2 separate regions of the Danio rerio genome follow, and region 2 is linked to region 1. A link is a contact called in public Hi-C data. All regions are on one chromosome and are shown on one strand. The core of a region is the stretch at or near the end of the contact, and the rest is flanking DNA. Distances in the headings are between cores, read along the strand shown.

What was found. Hi-C and Micro-C count contacts between places; a contact is called where the count stands out from the background.
Region 2: a Hi-C map of an unstated tissue shows a contact between it and region 1, with 2.9 times the contacts expected there. The contact joins two enhancer-like sites. A contact is called at or near these places in 2 of 18 Hi-C or Micro-C datasets (caudal fin and an unstated tissue).

Annotation. Positions count from the first base shown.
Region 1 is chr24:23,767,590-23,770,607 of GRCz12tu, forward strand. All of the region lies in intron 3 of LOC141380670 (a long non-coding RNA gene), which reads right to left. It also overlaps a transcript of LOC556668 not described here. Among named protein-coding and RNA genes, the nearest start is that of slc22a13b, 120 kb to the right of the region's middle. Within about 2 kb of position 1,467, at least 15 of the 62 cell types and tissues checked have an H3K27ac peak or open chromatin away from gene starts, as enhancers often do.
Region 2 is chr24:23,828,784-23,831,680 of GRCz12tu, forward strand. The region is part of intron 2 of LOC141380670 (a long non-coding RNA gene); the gene reads right to left. It also overlaps a transcript of LOC556668 not described here. Among named protein-coding and RNA genes, the nearest start is that of slc22a13b, 58 kb to the right of the region's middle. Within about 2 kb of position 1,583, at least 3 of the 62 cell types and tissues checked have an H3K27ac peak or open chromatin away from gene starts, as enhancers often do.

The DNA.
Region 1 (3,018 bases), core at 217-2,716:
ATAAAACTAAGAATATGTACCTTTATAAATTAAACAAAATTAAACTAAACCTGAAATCATTTCTGATATTTGAAAATAAATGAATATCAAATAAAATCAATGATGAAATCATACATTTTAAAACATTTTAAATAAAATCATACTAGCTACAGTGATACTCAAGTGATACTCAATTAACACTGAGCATGATTTATTGACAACAAATGGTTTTACCTTTCCTTTTTCATTTAGATTTTTGAGTGAATATGAAAATAGGACTTCGACTTGATCTTGAAATTAACTTAAATCTCCTCACATCACATACTGTATTATGATTTTAACACTGCACAAAGCTATCAGAATAGCACTCACTGTATCTTTTTCTCTGTGTAAGCCCCTGATATGCTACATAAAACCAGCATTTTTGCAGCCATCTTTCCTTGTGACTACTGCTGATAAAATCTAAATCAAACATCTACAAACAAGTCATCTGGAGGGCTTCATTCACACACCCGCAGATTTCCATCTCATCAGCACCCTTTGTTTCATCATTTCAGCAAAAACTTGGTCACGACTGAAATACATCCACCACTGTTCAAACCTCTTCAGATATTCCCGGAATTAAAGGGGAAGTAGCAGGAAAAACGGACTTTTTTGTTTTCTTTTAAGAGAACTTTTTTTTTTTTTTAAATAAGTTCAAGTCACCAAGAGTTAAACACACGAGTTTTACCATTTTTTAATTCATTCAGCAAACCTTCAGATTCTGACAAGAGCACTTTTACCTTAGCTTACCATAAATCATTTATTTGGATTAGACCATTTGCTTCTATTTTTTATGTCAAGAACACTACGTCATGAAATGTCAGGTTTGACCGTTTGCTGCCGTTTATTATTCCTATAGCCATTTCTCCTGTAGGCAACTGAATCAGAAGTTCAACCAGAAAGAACAGAGAGATAAGTATGATATTAAATTGCATTTATTTGATGAGTGATATTTGACAAAGTATCATTTAACAAAACATAGGATTTCTTTGGCGTGGGCCCATATACTGTATGTAGCTTAAATTGGAAGCTGATTGTGGTGAGTGATGTGACATTAGATCTTCCTGGTAGAACTATATTTCTAACATGAGCGCACTTCCACATTGAACAATAAGGCCAATAGCAAGTACAAGCTCCGCCCTCTTTTGAAAAGCAGCAGCTCGTTTGCATTTAAATGAACACAGCACATAATCCCAAATATGTGGGGTGTTTTAAGCTGAAACTACACAGCCACATTCTAGGAATTCTCTGAGCACGTGAGGAGCCATAATTTGTCCTCTTTAAATGTAAAACAGTATAAGCCAAGGGCCTTTTCTTTCTGAGATGTGTGTTTGAGCGTGAGCTGGTTCTCTCTGTTCATTCTGCTCGTGCAGGTGGGAGGTGTAGAGTGTGTCACGATCCAGCAGCGAGTGGTAATCGCTCTCTATATACGGCAGCGATGATACAGACGGCGAGGCACTGTTCATTCACAACCGCGCTGCCAGATCTGAGTCATGAGAGGGAGAACAGTGGCCCAGTAAGCAGTGGGAGAGATGCGCTGACCTCATTCTGAGTCACGGAGCCTGAATCCTGACCCAGCCTCCGTCAGCGGATCATCAATAACCTACATACGGATAAGACTTATACAATCTGATTTTGCAGATCATTTCAGTTAAGCACTTCAACACTGGGGACGCTAGCTGCTGGATGGGATTTTGTGTTAACACTGTCAAAAGCTGATTATTTGCCTAAATCATTTAATGTGCTGAAATTTGGAGGCTGAAATGAATCTCTGACACTTAAGACCACATCAAATCCCAAAAATTGGTGGATTTTTGACAATGTCTGTTTGCTTTGATTTCAGCAATAGTATTTGCAATAATTCATTTTAATATTTACACTACTGTTCAAAAACAGTTCACAAGCGTATTTTTGTATCACAAAATTATATTTAATTAATCAAGGATTCAATAAACTAGTAAATAAATTATAAACTGTGACATTACACTACTTAACAGCAAAACGCTTACAATGCTAATATTATGCTGTAAATAAATGGTATTCTTTTAAATGGTACCTTTTATTGGAAAAAGAACATTTATTCATTCATTTTCTTTTCAGATTAGTCCTTTTATTAATCCGGGGTCGCCAAAGGGAAATAAACAGCCAACTTATCCAGCATATGTTTTTACACAGCGGATGCCCTTCCAGCTGCAACCCATCACTGGGAAACATTCATACACACTCATTCACTACAGACAATTTAACTTACCCAATTCACCTGTGGAGGAAAACCACGCGAACGCAGGGAGAACATGCAAACTCCACACAAAAAAACGCCAACTGACCCAGCCGAGGCTCGAACCAGTGACCTTTTTGCTGTGAGGCAACAGCACTACCAACTGTGCCACTGCTTTGGCTAAATTAACATATACAATAACATATATAATACAAACCTAAGCATAAACTACCGGTCAAAAGTTTAGGGTCAGTAGGATTTTAAAATATTTTCAAATACGCTTGTCCTGCTGACCAAGGCTGCATTCATTTCATAAAAAATACAGTACAAATTTTAAAATAGTGAAATGTTATTGCCCTATAAAATAACTGTTCAAAAGTAGTTCATCATTTAATTACATTATTTATTCCAGTGATTTTAAAGATGAATTTTCAGCTTCATCTCTCCAGTCTTCAGAGTCACATGATCCTTCAGAAATCACCCTAATTTGAATTTTTATTAATATTATTATTCATTAATTTTCTTTTCAGATTTGTCCCTTATAAATCCGGGGTTACCACATCAGAATAAACTGCCAACTTATCCAGCATGTTTTTATGCAGCGGATGCCCTTCCAACTGCAACCCATCTCTGGGAACATCCACAAACACTCATTCACACTCATACACTATACGGACAATTCAGCCTACCCAATTAACCTGTACTACTTGTCTTTGGACCGTGGGGGAAACCGGGGCACCCAGAGGAAACCCACGCGAACGCAGGGAAAACATGCAAAC
Region 2 (2,897 bases), core at 333-2,832, 61 kb after region 1:
ATTTTTATTGCATTTGCTCTTTGCAATTCTAATTTAGTCACAACATTGTGCAAAAGAATAAATACACACTTATTTACAACAAACATAAACTTAATTTGGGTGGAGCTGTGCACAACTGTAAACAATATTGACGTACATATTGAAACCTACCACATACCTAAAACATACATAGGTCTGTTAATCATTCCTGAAATTGTTTAATTTAGAAGACATTTTTAGGGGAAAAAAAAAGATTTACATTTTTAAAAATAAAATTAGCTTGACTGATTTTGACTAGTTCAACATTTTTGTATGCAATGACTCGAGTAATGAAATGAGGACTATTAGTTTAATATGGAGTGACTATTAAGAATTTACAAGTTTAGTTAAATTTGACTGATATGACATAAGCAATTTATGATGTTATAAAACAGCAGAGAGTGCAAAAGCATTTGCAATTTGTTGGACGGAATGAGAAACTGTTACTATGATGAGCACAAATTATTAATTGTTTTGAAAAATGCATGAACTATTGTGCAAATGTAAATAGTGTTGTGAGAAATGCACCAAAGCCACTGAAAAAAAACTGTAATTTATAATTCCTAATATGGCTAAAATGATTCTATAAAAATTCAATATAAAAATACAAAAGCAACAGCTTTAACAGTTGTTAAACACATATCAACTAAAAGGTGATATCATTTTTCTGACAAACTACATTAATACATGTTTTTATGCTTGGATTATTGTATAAATACATAGGTCTGTGTGCATAAATGCACGATTTAATAACAAAAGGGCAGCTGGTGTTACACGTGTGATCTCTAATCACCATCATCATCATCATTATAAGCTGTTAACCCCATACTAGCTAAAAGGTGTTTATATTGTGTACCATACTTCTAACAATTAATAATAACACATGTATATTCCAGAAAACAAATACTTTTTTCTATAGTCAGATTATCACAAGCATACAGTACATACATACATTCACATAGGTCTGTGTGCATAAAGGCATAATTTATTAAACAAAAGTGTAGCTGGTGTTACACATGTGATCTCTCATCATCATTATCATCACCATTATCATCATCTGATAATGAATCAGCATTATGTCTCCACCAAGGATTACTTTTATCACATGAACGCCTCATTTAATGATGCAATGGTTAAGTCATTGTCTATTGTAGTGACTAGCATCATCCCCCATGTGACTGCACCACCTGAATATTAAAAAGAAATATACCACTTTATTACAACGCTGACCTCACACTAGTAACAACAGCTAAAGCTTGTGTCATTATCTTAATCATCAGCATTATTATCACCATCACTAGAATAGAAACGCACAGCACGTACTCATTGTTCTGTTTGACAAATTCATAGTTGTCATCATCAAGCTCTGCAGTTTCTCTAAATATCTGACTATCACAGGGGCCAAACAACACAGCATAATGTCCCCACACTGATCCGGAACTCAGTAGTACGTTATTTATTTTCATCAGTCGCTCGTTTTTTTCTGTGCCAGAGCTTGTGTGAGTCCATTCCTGGCACAGCTGAGGGCAAGAGCTGCGAGATCAGTGGAGAAATGAACCCACAGGAGCAGTGAGTCAGATCTGAGTCAAGCCCTGCTCTCCACACAGTCACGATGCCCATGATCATAGCAGATGTGCCAGCTGACCTTCTAAGGGTGCCATACAAGGACTGCTGAGCCATGATACTTGGCTTTTTCTTCACCTCTGATCCCTTCAAATGCATTTTATTTATGAATATAATAAATAAATATAAAATGTATGTATATATTCATTCATTCACATAATATATATTCATCGTGTATATACATTAATTTATTATATATACATTCAGTTATACATTCATTCATTCATATATATATATGTGTGTGTGTGTGTGTGCGTGTGTGTGTGTGTGTGTGTGTGTGTGTGTGTGTGTGTGTGTGTAATTTCTGTATGATTCAAATGGTTTCAATCATTTTTATGATCAAAATCGCTCAACATTGCCATGTGTATAGAAAATGCCATTTGTATAGAAATAATGCTGCTATGATATATGAAACAAAATCGGTAGTTGGCAAATATATTGTGTGCATATTTGTAAATATGATCCTGAAAGAGTCAGTCCCTTACCAGCCACAAACCTCACCATAGGTCACTGATATTTATTCTTTAATTTTCCTTGAGCTTAGTCTCTATTTTAGAGGGTGCCACAGCGGAATAAAAATATTAAACATAATATCTTATATAATGCGGGAAATATATATATATATATATATATACGTGTGTGTGTGTGTGTGTGTGTGTGTGTGTGTGTGTGTGTGTGTGTGTGTGTGTATACATACATACATACATACATACATACATACATACATATATATATATATATATATATATATATATATATATATATATATATATATATATATATACATACATATATATATTAAGTAAGTTAAAACATTTATACAGTGGAAAGGTTGAAAACTGTTGATTATTATTATTATTAATAATAATAATAATAATAATAAACAAAGATTTATAAGCTATAAGCATATTTTGGACATCTGCAAATTCTTACAGTATATACAGCACTTGCTGTATACCATAACTATGTATTATGACAACAACAAAAAAGAGCATACTAAAATATGTACAATTTCATTAATTCATTCATTCATTTTCTTGTCAGCTTAGTCCCTTTATTAATCCGGGGTCACCACAGCGGAATGAACTGCCAACTTATCCAGCAAGTTTTTACGCAGCAGATGCCCTTCCAGCCTCAACCCATCTCTGGGAACATCCACACACACATTCACACACACACTCATACACTACGGACGATTTAGCCTACCCAATTCACCTGTACCGCATGTTTTTGGACTGTGGGGGAAACCGGAGCAC